Regions from separate parts of the Sus scrofa genome. Here region 2 is linked to region 1. Evidence: chromatin contacts called from public HiChIP or PLAC-seq data. All regions are on one chromosome and are shown on one strand. Each heading gives the region's core, a stretch centred on a gene start, on an enhancer-like site or on the middle of the called end of the contact. The rest is flanking DNA. Distances are from core to core; before and after follow the strand shown. Region 1 has its middle 58 kb from the start of MAP3K1. Region 2 overlaps MAP3K1 (mitogen-activated protein kinase kinase kinase 1).

Region 1 (6,444 bases), core at 2,307-4,806:
GCTCTGGGTGCTGGGGTGCAGTTCTAATGAGGAGAGTTACTGGTGAATGCCTGGGGCAAACCCTGAACTTTCCCCTTCCCTGAAGTTCGGTTCGGCTTGGGCTGTCCCTGGCGAGGCCAGGCCTCTGGGGCCAAACCGCAGCCTGGGCAGAGGTGCCAGGGGAGAGGGTGTGGGGATTGCAGCCAGGGCATGTTCTGGGGCAGCCCTGGGGGCACTCAGGCGAGCCGGGCTGGGAAGGGTGTTGAGATAGTGAGGGCTGTCTGGGGAAGGAAGCAGAGGCGCAGGACAAGATAACTAGATAGTGATCTCAACTCTGGCCTGAAGATAACAGTATATCCACAGTGCTTGTTGGCGCTGGGCACATGGCAGCTAGCGTAGTCTTCTTAGAAAGGCTTGTGGTCTTGCTGGGGTGTGAACCCTCCACCCAATGACCAGAAATCTAGCATTCGGCCCCAGTGGAAACTCCACCACGGGGTACTGTGAGACTCTGAGATACTTCAGGAACAGGAAAAATGAGGACTCTCATTTTTTTTTTTTTTCACTTTCCTCTGACTCTGCCTCTTTCATTCCACTCTGGACTCCTTCCTCCCCACCCACCCATGCCCATGGTGAGAAGCCATCCTTCCACCCTAAGCTGTCCCCAACTGCCACACAACCAGGCAGGGGACAATAGGTTAGGAGTGTGGCTTCTGGAGCTCAGGTCCAAAGTCTGGTGCCACGACTTACTAGCTGTGACTTTCGGTAACTTGTGCAGCTTCTCTGCACCAGGGCTCCCTCATCTGTAAAAGGGGATTAAAAATGGTCTCTCATTTAGTCATAGTGAGGATTGAATGAATTGACTCATGTGGTTTCTTAGAACTTCCAGCCAGCAGGCACACAGTAAACACAGAGCATTAGTTATTTTTACTTTTGTTATCACTTTTTTCCCCGCAGCTCCTTTAAATTTTGAGTTTAAACATTTATTTTTTTAGAGCAGTTTTATGTTCACAGCAAAACTGAGCAGAAGGAACAGAGATTTCTTTTATGACTCCTGTCCCCAAGAATGTATAGCTCCCTCCCTCGCTACCAGTACCTCCCACCAGCATGTTGTACATGTGTTACCTATTACCCAGAGTCCATAGTTTACATTAGGGTTCAAGCTTGGTGTTGTACAGTCTGTGGGTTTTATCAAATGTGTAATCCAGTATCATATGTCTTAGTTTTACTGCTTTAGAATCCTCTGTGCTCCGTGTGTGTCATTTTCAATGGAAGTGTGCCTCAAATTGTAGATAATAAGACATTTCTTTTTATCCTTTTTCTTTTTTTGACTATACCTGCAGCATATGGAAGTCCCGGGACTAGGGATCAAATCCCAGCCACAGCTGTGACCTGTACCAGCAGCAGTAGCAGCGCCAGATCCTTAATCCACTGCACCGGGCTGGGGACCAAACCCACACTGCCACAGAGACAATGTGGAATCTTTAACCTGCTGAGCCACAGTAGGAACTTGAATAAGGTATTTCTCAGGTATGCTTTGTTTCCTCTTCCAAATTAACTAAAACCGAGATAGTTAATATGACCTGTACAATTTTACTTGCTCCACACAGCACCATGTTATCTGTGGCAGGAGGCCCTGAATTTTCTGGTAAGTGTTCACTTGGGTAGTTAAGGGCACAGACTCGGGCCAGATGTATGAGTTCAAATCTTGATTCCTCCCTTCCCTGCTGTGCAAACTGGAGCAAGTTACTCCCCTGGACCTGCCTTGCCTCATCTGTAAAATGGGTCTGATGACGGTAACGTGCTTATTGAGATTTGTGAGGATTGTCAGAGTTAATACATGTAAAGTGCCTGGACGGTGATTGGCAAGTAATGTATGCTCATAAGCATTTGTTCTTATTTGTCACACACTAAAGCTTTTTAGGACACTCAGGATCAGCCTAGAAGTTTCTGTTCCAATTCAGCACTGTCGAGGGTCTATGTGTGCCCTGCCTTTTTTTTTTTTACTGTCACACCTGCATGCTGGCCTGAAGAAGGACAATTCTGAGAAAAGGAGCTACATTTTCAATTTCTGTACAAATCTAGCTTGAAGCTTCTGCTATCTTTTGAACTAAAACTCTGTTGGAGTCTTATAAACATGCCAAGAGGTAGTTAAAAAGGTAAGACTTCATTATATGCTAAATGTAAAGGGGCAATAGTCTTGCTCCCTTGGTCTTCCTTTCACCTTTTAATTGCACCAGCAACAAAATATAACAAGCGAGACTGGAATGAGAGTTGAGCCATTGCTGAGAGTGTCTGGTTGGAGGTGGTCCAGGTAGGTCTTGACACCACATATCCCAGTACATCTTGGTACAAAGTATGAGAATATGCATGATTGGAGGATATCACCTTCCAGCCACAGCGCCTCTCACTACACTCTTTATGATTAGAGAACTGTGCAGCCTTGTGACTTCTTCCAGTCAAAGTCACGCCCAAAGTTAATTCCAAATCTAAACCTCTTTAGTCATTATTATGCTTCTCTTACCCGAGTGTCCCTTAAAGTTCCTAAATTGAGAAGGGTTATTTGGTCAGTATAAAAGTCTCAAAACAAAATGCTATTTTGCAGGAAATGGCTAATGTGTCTTATACAAAGTGGACTTCATTTTACAAACATTTTTGAGCAGATACTGGGCTCCAGGCCCTGGGGTAGGTGCTGAGGAGATAGTGGTGAGCAGGTCAGGGAAGTTTCTCTCCTCATGGAGGTTCCAGTCTGGGTGAGAGTCAAAGACTGGCTTGGGAATCAGTAATATCCAGTGCCTCAACTGAGAGAGAAAACAAAAGCCCCATACCTTTTGTCTTTTTGGAAAGATCCAGGATCTTTTCCTGTGATTCCAGGTGAAATCTCAACCGAGAGTGTCTAATCAGTTCTCTTCTCCTTCCTCTTCTCTTCCCTAACACTGGCTTCCTGTTCCTCTGGGGAAGCGCTTTTGACTGGTGAATATATTAATATGCATACTTAAAAGAAACAGAAAAAAAACTGTTTTGTATATTTCCTCTACATAATGTGTTACTGTTCAGAGTTCTTGACCTCCTTAATCAATAGAAATTGATAAGAGGCCAGACAGGAATATTCAGGCAAGGTTTTATTGAGGCTTCTGCTGCAGCAGCAGGGAGTGAAAACAAACATCAAGTTTCCTGGTTTGCTCACTCCCTGGGGGGAGGGAGGACAGCTGGTTCTTTCTATGGAGTAAGGGCAGGGGCGGGCCAGAGGTTGGGCCAGAGGGGTGGCTTAGGTGGTTTGCCCACTTCCTTGGTGGTGGGTGTAGGGGGCGTGCATAGTACTCTCCTTTTCCTTCTGACACCCTGCTTTTGCTCTTGGCTCTTCAGAAGTGGCACTTGGGGTTTTAGAGGTTTTTTTGTATCTTCTTATCCATAATTTTCCCCAATTGCACATGTACACAGTTCTTTTTTATCCCTTATAGTTTCTTTGTATTTTATTGCTCAAGGAGATGTTTGTCCGGGGGCAAGCACCACAGTCACTGCAGCAAAGGGTCTCAGATCCCAGCCTGTCTTATATAGTTGATTATAAATGGTTGGCTCATGTGGTTATGGAGGCGGAGAAGTCCCAGGGGTGGCAGTTGGCAAGCCTGGAGACTCAGGAGAGCTGATTGTATTTCAGTCTGAGATCAAAGTCTTAAGAACTAGGAAAGCCAATTGTGTGAGTTCCAATCTGAGTCTGAAGCAGGAAAAGACCAATGTCCCAGCTTGAAGAAGTTCAGGCAGAAGGAAATTTCTCTTATTTGCCTTCTTATTCTATCAAGGCCTTCCATGGACTGGACAAGGCACACCCAAATTGGGGTAGGCAGCCTGCTTTACTCAGTCTACAGATTCAGATGTTAATCTCATTCAGAAACACCCTCACAGACACATACTCAGATATACCCAGAGTATCATTGAACCAAGTATCTGGGCACCCCATGGCCTAGTAAGTTGACATATCAAATTGACCATCAGTGGAACTTAGGCCACATGCCCAAATCCTAGCTGCAAAGGAGGCTGGGAAAACAGCATCTGGCCTTTTAAACTTACACAATGAGAGATTTCCACTGGGATCCTGGGTGACTGAAAAGAATGGCAAAAGTGTCCTTCCGCTAGAACCAGGTTTCCTGATTCCAAGCTTTTCACTATGTCATGGTTGCCACATGTTTTTCCCCCTTTTCTTTCAAAAAACAAGCTGTCGGGTGAGAGAGCACTGAGAATTCCATTCTTTAGAATGTATTTAATTATTTCTACACTGGAGCAAATGCCTTGGATTGATGTTTTTTCATGGGAATTCAAGCCCCATTCTCTTTGGCAGAAAGTCCTAACTATTTTTGGAAGTTGAAAAAAATTCAGAGAATCTGGTTCACTTTTGGTCATGTACAGTAATGTTATTTTTATGTATCTAGGACAGTGACATGGTCAATGTTTATTTTTGATTGGCTTTCTGGGGACACAAGGGTGGGCTAAGAGGTCGGGAACATGGGAGGACAGTCACTCACAGTTAGCTGGAACCTTGTGCTGGTGGAATCCTCACTCACTAGCAAAAGCCCTCCCTCCCTGAGTGCTTGAGATTGCTCCCTCAGAGCCTACCAGGCCTCTCTTTGGTCTTCTTTTCCTTTCAACTTGGGCTGGAATGTTCTCTAAGATTTGGTGCAAAGTGTCCTAGAATTGGGACCCCAGCATTTGAGTTGTAGTTCTGCCATTTAATCACTGTGGGCATTGAGCAAGTTACTTACTCAGAGTCTCAGTTTCTTTATCTGTGAAACCAGACTGTTGGATTAGATAATCCACAGTCAGGGTACTTTGGCTAAGAATCAAAATATCCAAGTATAGGAGTTCCTGCTGTGGAGCAGTGAGTTAAGAATCTGACTGCAGTGGGGTGGGGCGCTGTGGAGGTGTGAATTTGATCCCCAGCCAGGCACAGTTGCTGCAGCTGTGGCTCAGATTCAGTCCCTGGCCCAGGAACTTCCATATACCATGGATGTGGCCATTAAAAAAAAAAAAAAAAAAAAAAATCCAAGTATAAAAATGACTTTAAAAATAAAGAAGTTAAAAAAAATCTTTTTTTGCCTTTTAGGGCCGCACCCATGGCATATGGAGGTTCCCAGTCTAGGGATTGAATTGGAGCTGTAGCTGCCAGCCTGGTCCACAGCCACAGTGTGGCCAGATCCGAGCAGCGTCTGCGACCCACACCGCAGCTCACAGCAGTGAGGGATCATTAACCTAATGAGCAAGGCCAGGGATAGAACCTACATCCTCATAGCTGCTAGTCAGGTTTGTTTCCTCCAAGCCACAATAGAACTCCAAAAATAACTCCATATTATGTTAAAATCAAAATTCTGGATTTAAGGTTATTTCATGGATTGGTTCAACAACTCAATGAGATATTAAAAAACATGGGCTCTTTGTCTTACTGCACTGTCAACTTTAGCATGATGTTTCTCCTGACAGTTGTATGTGGCTGCCAAAGTCCTAAGTGTCAAGAGTCCATCAGATCGAAGAAGAGAAGTTGGGGTATTATTTCCTTGTGAGTCTTTTTATCAGGGAGGAAACCTTTCTTCAAAGACTCTAGCAGACTTCTTAGGTCCATGCATAGTTTCTAAGGAAGATGTGGAAAAGACTTGCAGAATCCTTTCTAGTCCAAGTATTCTGTGATTCTCTGGTTGACAGTCTTCATTAGCAAATACAAGGATCAGGCTTTGACACCGGCTCTCAGGTGTTGGGTTTTGCGTGACTTTGGAAAGATAAAGAACAGTGGCCTCTTCCTATGAAAGGCACATGGAGTGGATCATGGCAATAGTCTTCAGAACATTTTTTGTGGGGGAAATAATGAACTGTCTGTTTCTGGGAGTAATTTCTTTAAATACAGAAACATCATATAGATATACTTGATATATGCTTCCTATAAAGTTTGTATTTTGGCCTAATTTCTTTCAATATTGCACCCTAGTGGCAGGGTTGAAAGTATCCCATTTACCATACTCATAGATTGTCTCAGTGCCTGCTTCCAGGGAACCCAGACAGTAACACCTGTACATGTCTGCAGCATAATTCTTCCACTGAGACTTGCTATCAGTTCCATACAGCATCATCTTTTATGGATGCTTCTGGCACCATAGTGTCTGCAGATCACATGGTCCTACTGGCAGGGCTACCCTTACCATAGCCTGAACCTTTTCTGATCTAGGCCATACAACTATCTGGCAGCCTTTTGTATGACCCAGTATATGGGCTGGCAAAGCATCCCTAATGTGGGATATGCTGTCTCCAGAACTTCAAAAGGCTCACCAGGGCCTGCACTTCCTTAGCAGTGGGGCTGGATCCTTCTTCCTGGAGACTTGGCCCCACCTTCAATCCACAGGACCTAAAAACTATCTGAGGCCCAGAACCTGGGCAAAGATCATGACTTTTGACTGGGATGAATGCTCTCAGTCTCTCAGTCATCTG
Region 2 (5,984 bases), core at 987-3,486, 86 kb before region 1:
TCCTTTCCAATAAAAAACCATGAAAGCTTCAAATACTTTTAATCTTGTAGGCTTGTAGTGTTTTGATATTCAGTGCTAAAAAATCCACTGTTTATTCCTTCCTTTGTTGTGTCCTTGATAATTGACGAAGAACCTTTAGAAACTTTTGAAAAAAATGGGACGTATGCGCATCCTCTTCCTTAATTGTTGAATATAGATAAGTAAGCAAGGAAAAGGATGCTTATTTTTTACAGTATTTGGCTAAATGTGTATTTCCTTTTAAGAATTCCCCTCTCCTGCTACTTGACAAATGCAGGGTTGGCCATGTGTAAAAGAAAACTGATGCAGAGATGTACGTGACCTTTTATGCTGCATTAGAGGTAGACTGGAACTCCCTACACTACTGCTGTGGGTCAGTTTTCAGCAAAGCAATGTGTCCTGTTCTGGTACTTCTAAGGGCATAATGATACATAATTAAGATACACAGTGATACATAATTCATGATACAGAGCAGGTATTCCAGGGGGAAAAGATGTCTGCTCCTTCACCACCTTCGCTTTCATCAAGATCCCAAGTCAATGTTGTGGGGGTTCTGATGTATGTTTTTCTCTGAAACCTTTCCAATGGGTGTGTGACTACATTTTTACCAAGTGAATTATTTTGAAAGAAATGTGGCAGCTCAGTCTCAGTATTCCAAAAGATTAAATGAACAAAGCTCATAACAGGAAAGTGGTCTGTTAACTATATATTTTCCCTCCCCTAGTTTAAGAAAGTGGTTTAAAGTTTAAAATGTAACATTCTGAGTACCTTCTATGTTAATAAAATCCCTGGGATTGTTTTTAATATTCCCAGATGAATGGAGAAGAAGGCATATAGGGCTGAATTAAGAGCACAAAGCCCTCTTACAGACTTTGCTAGGAAAATGATTTCTTGCAAACCCAGTAGAACAGCTAGTACTATTTCTATAGTACTTCCTTCTAGCTGGTGGAAAGTCATGTTAACTGGGATGCTCATAATGAGGAAGAATGACTTCCTGACAAACTTAGCTTTTCTTCTCCATGCTTTTAATGCTAGAAAACCACTGTGTTCAATGACTGACTGCTGGCATGCCTAGTATGTGTAAGCTCGGGGCTAGGCAACAGATATAAATACAAAGTGGGATAAAGAAAAGATAAAACAAGATCTCTGTTTCTCTAGGCACTGAGTCTAGCAGAACAGCGAAAACAGATGCCAGTTCTGCTATAATAAAAGTATTTTGATATATCATAAAGGGTTGCAAGTATGGAGTGGATTTCCCTCCTTAATTTCATTTAGGGAAGTCCTAGAAAGATCTACAGAGAAGATGATGCCTAAATAATTTTAAAGGAACGAACAGAACTGATAAGCAAAGAGCAGATGAAGGCTGAAAAATTTTCTTGACCAGCTTTGATGAAAACAACATTCTATAGAATACTAAACAGTTTATGATTCTGCTGTTCAGGAAACACCAAAGTTATAACAAGCTTATTCAAAGACCTGTGTGCAGCATACTTTGCAGGGGCTGGGGGTGGGGGGGGGTGTTAAACCAGAAGGTATGCAGCACTCCTCACGCTTATTTGGCACAGAAGTCCTTTTTTAGCAAAACACCTTTAATAGAGTAGTGGTTCTTAGAAGATACCGTAAGCAGTCTGTACTGGATCATCTCTATAGAACTTTCTGACTCAAATTAGACAAGAGATCTGAAAAGAAAAATCCAGAGAAGATGAACATCAGCTATTTTAATGTCTTACTATTTAAGACTTCTTAAGCTATCATAAAATTCAGGAACTGTGTTCAGTGCAACTAAAGCTCCAAGAATCAAAATATGAGGGAAAAAGATAACCTGACAGCCAGCTAGAGATGGGTAAATTCACCTGGTACGAATTCATCCTAAGAGAAGTGGGTGTGAGACATTCAAACGTGGTCCAATCTAACCACAACAGAGGCCAGAGAGTGTCACTAAGATTTGCTCCTGCCTAGTCCACTCACTCTCTGCCAAGGACTTTGGTCTGGGATAAACACAAAGACATCAGTGGGAAAAAAAAAAAAAAAAAAAAGACTCATAAACGAAAACCAAAAAAACCCCTGACAAGTCATTTTCTCTACAAATCTCTCTATGCCTAGAGGAAAGCCCGAGAATATGAACTAAAAAAGGAACCTGGTGCATGGTCCTCCCTTCACTGCAAACCCATGGAGCTCTGGCACAGTGGGAGCACTCGTGTGTTCTCAGCACGGATGACAGTGCTCCTGGCAATGACTGGTGGGAAGTAGGTCAGGGCAGAAGCAGTGCACAGCAGAGGCAGTGAGACCAATGTGGCTGAAGGAAGTGAGGGTGATGGGTGAGGAACCAGTGCTGCACAGAGATGGCTACAAGGAACTGACCAAATTCATTCACTGGCACATACCAGGCCCACATGGGGGAACTTAGAAAGTATGGGGGGAGGGTCTATTAGGGACACTTACTGGCTAATAGCCACCAAAACCAGTAAAGTCTCAGTTGTATACACGACAAAATCAAAAGGGCTTCTTATTCAACAGAGATGACATAACCTGAAAGCTATGCTTCTAGGAGAGGATAGATAAAGAAGCCATACCACGAACATCATCACAAGACATACAGCAGTGAACAATGGCATGAGTTCTACAGCTAGAAGGCTTGGGTTCAAATCCAAGGTCTGACACCTACTAGCTATATGGCTTTGCCCAAGTTATTTAACCTCTCTGTATCTCAACTTCCTCACTGTAAAAGGGATAATAATTCCTACCAAACAGAGTTGCTATTAGGATTAAAATAAGTTTATAGGTAAAATCCTTACAAGGAAGTTCACCCCCCTAATTTCTTCCTGTGTAAAATGCAGATAATAGCCAGTATTTATGGTGTACATAGTCTATGTGTCTTTCACTGTTTTAAGCCCTTTGCATATAGTTCTCATCTCATAGTTTTATTTATTTATTTATTTTATTTATTTATTTTTTAATTTTCCCACTGAACAGCAAGGTCATCTCATAGTTTTAAAATGAACGAACATGGTGGATGAAGCACTAAAACAGTGCCAAGTATATGGGAAGCACAAAATAAACATAACTACTGCAACTACTACTATCAGTATTTATGCTGCTGCTGCTACTCTTTTTTGTTTTGTTTTTGTCTTTTTAGGGCTGCCCCCATAGCATATGACAGTTCCCAGGCTAGTGGTCGAACTGGAGCTATAGCCACCAGCCTACACCACAGCCAGAGCAACAGGGGTTCTGAGCCTCGTCTACAACCTACACCGAAGCCTATAGCAATGCCGGTTCCTTAATCCACTGAGCAAGGCCAGGGATCGAACCCGTGTCCTCATGGATACTAGTCAGGTTCATTACCACCGAGCCACAGCAGAACTCCAAATAGGATGTATCTTTTACTCCCAGGTCACGTTTTCTTATTCAGCATTTTATGGTAAATTTATCTGTAAATTCTTAACCTTTGGCAGCTTTTCTACAGTGTAAATTAGTTCTCAAGTTTTTTTTTTTTTTTTTTTTTTTTTGTCTTTCACAAGAAAAGTATTCTAGTGGTGGTATAGGAAACAACTTTATTGGGATATAATTCACAGACCATACAATTCACCCATTTAAAGTGTACTATTCAGTAGTCTTTACTATACCCATGGAGTTGGGGCCAGGGATCAAGCCTGTGTCCTCAAGAATGCTAGTCAGATTCGTTTCTGCTGAGCCACAATGAGAACTCCTGCTGCTGCTACTCTTTATGAAGCCTCCTCTGTACTGGGTACTACGCTAGGTGCCATCCATACAAGTAGTTCCAAGTTTCACAAAAGCCTACAAGGTAAGACACACTGTCTCTGTTGGGCAGGCAAAGAAACTCTTGCAGAAAGATTAAGGAACCTGCCTAAGGACCCATAGCGAGTGGGAATTCTGAGTTTCAAAACCAGGTCTCTGCTCCTTTTAGTCTATGTTCTTCATACTTTCTTTTAACATCATGTTAGTTGAAAAAACAGATGAAAATAGCAAAATACAACTACTGTTTCTAGTTTCAAGGAGGTAACAATGTTGACTAGAGACATCTGGAATGTGAAGACTGGCTGCTCATCAAGGCTACTCATTGACTCTGGGGTGCAAAGACAGAGGTAAGAAGAAAGAGGTGGCTCCAACTATGCCTTTAATATTCATTTGTTTAAAGTGCACACACACCCAACTGCAGCAACTATGGTAAAATATTAACATTTGTTAAACACATGCAAAGGTTTTATGCTGTTCACTAGACTATTCTCTAATATTTTCCCTCTGTGTTTTTCTGTATGGTTGAAATATTTCCTTAAAAATAAACATGTGCTGGGAGTTCTCTTGTCACAGCGGGTTAGGGATCTAGTGCTGTCACCACAGCTGCTTGGGCTGCTGCTGTTGTGCAGGTTCCATTCCTGGCCCACAAACTTCCACATGCCGCAGGTGTGGCCAAAAAAAAAAAAAAAAAAAAAAAGTGCTACTGAATAAATACTTGTGGGAGGCTTTATGGAACCAAAGAAAGATAATAGGATTAGGGAGTCTGGAGATTCAGAGCCCAGTCGTAACTAGTCATTAACCAGCTGTAACCTTTCTAGAGTTTAAGAATTTACCAACTAAGATCAGACCACAAGATGGTATTTCAGGGCCATCCAGAATGAACATTATTATTTTTTTATTAATGCTTCTACGTAAAAGCTACAGTCCCACAAGAGAAACATAATGTCAAAAATACAAAGCTCAACGGGATCCACAAACTCTAATTACTAAATCTGCAGAGTACCTCCCAATAGTCTCTTTGCATAAAATATTCTTTGTACATCTATAATCCAGTGACTTCCAGTTTTAAAATGTGAGAATCCTTTCTCATCTGTCTACAACAGCAAATGTAAATCACTTTAGCATACAGTTCACCTCCTTTAAAAAAAAAAAAATCACTCTCTACTTACACAGTCCTATGAGCAAGGGAAAAAGCTAGAGACAATCGATGCCTATCAATGTATTAAGCCACAAATGTGCTAATAAACTACAAATAGCAGCCATGTGAAAATTCCCAAATAAAGTCTACCAAAAGGTACCACAGGGTTTACTCTGAAGTAGGTATTTGGATTTGCAGCTTGACCTCAGGAATCTCCTCAAGTGACCTATGGCCAAGTTGTGATCAAACAATCTCTGTACTAATATCCTCTAGGAGACTGAGGTCTCCCCAGTAGCTTTTGACCAGTGTCATATGTTCCTTAATTCCCTTTAATTATTTGTTAGAAAAATTTCTTTCCAACCATTTGCTCACCATTCCTATTCACTGAATGTCCATATACTCATCTCAAGACAAAACAAACAAAAACCTCAGCCAGTGAATACATTTAAAAAATGAGGAGGTGTTTTGTTTTGTTTTGTTTTGGCTGCACCCACGCATGTGGAAGTTCCCCAGGCCATGGATCAGACCTGGGCCATGGCAGCGACCCAAGGGGCTACAGTGACAGCACTGGATCCTGAACCTGCTGCACCACAAGGGAACTTCCAGGGGAAGGTTTTGAAACTTGCAAAGCGCTGATTCATGCTTATGTTTAGGTTTTGCTTCCATGACTGTCTTTGGAGACACAAAGTCCCTCTAAGAATACTAGCCACCCTAGCCTATCTACTGGAGATGGGATCAGGTGTGACTCTAACTCCACTGTCTGGCATAAATTACCAATGGGAATTAACTATAGCACACAGTTGGAGAAAGTGATACAAAGTGACAGAACATTCTAGGAATAGAATGGGAAGGAAGAAAAAAAAAGACTTCATTCAGTAGGTGGCACTCTTTCCTTAAAAATGTAACTTAGGCAACTATTACCATCAAAGATGTCATCTGCTCACTAATCACTTGAAAGAAGAGAAGGCACATTAATTCTGATAGCCTGTCCCAAATATAGCCTGAATCATTACCTTCAGTCTATCTAAATAATGTGTTCTCATTTCAGTGGAATCTGTAGGTGTTCATAAAT

The links. HiChIP or PLAC-seq counts read pairs in DNA pulled down with a chosen protein or histone mark.
Region 2: a contact with region 1 is called in an H3K27ac HiChIP or PLAC-seq map of alveolar macrophages. The contact joins two enhancer-like sites.

What each region holds. Positions count from the first base shown.
Region 1 is chr16:35,811,178-35,817,621 of Sscrofa11.1, reverse strand. No RefSeq gene overlaps it. Among named protein-coding and RNA genes, the nearest start is that of MAP3K1, 58 kb to the left of the region's middle. Within about 2 kb of position 3,556, at least 13 of the 83 cell types and tissues checked have an H3K27ac peak or open chromatin away from gene starts, as enhancers often do. A contact at or near this core is called in alveolar macrophages, where this site is marked.
Region 2 is chr16:35,896,518-35,902,501 of Sscrofa11.1, reverse strand. All of the region lies in intron 1 of MAP3K1 (mitogen-activated protein kinase kinase kinase 1), which reads right to left. Among named protein-coding and RNA genes, the nearest start is that of MAP3K1, 27 kb to the right of the region's middle. Within about 2 kb of position 2,236, at least 14 of the 83 cell types and tissues checked have an H3K27ac peak or open chromatin away from gene starts, as enhancers often do. A contact at or near this core is called in alveolar macrophages, where this site is marked.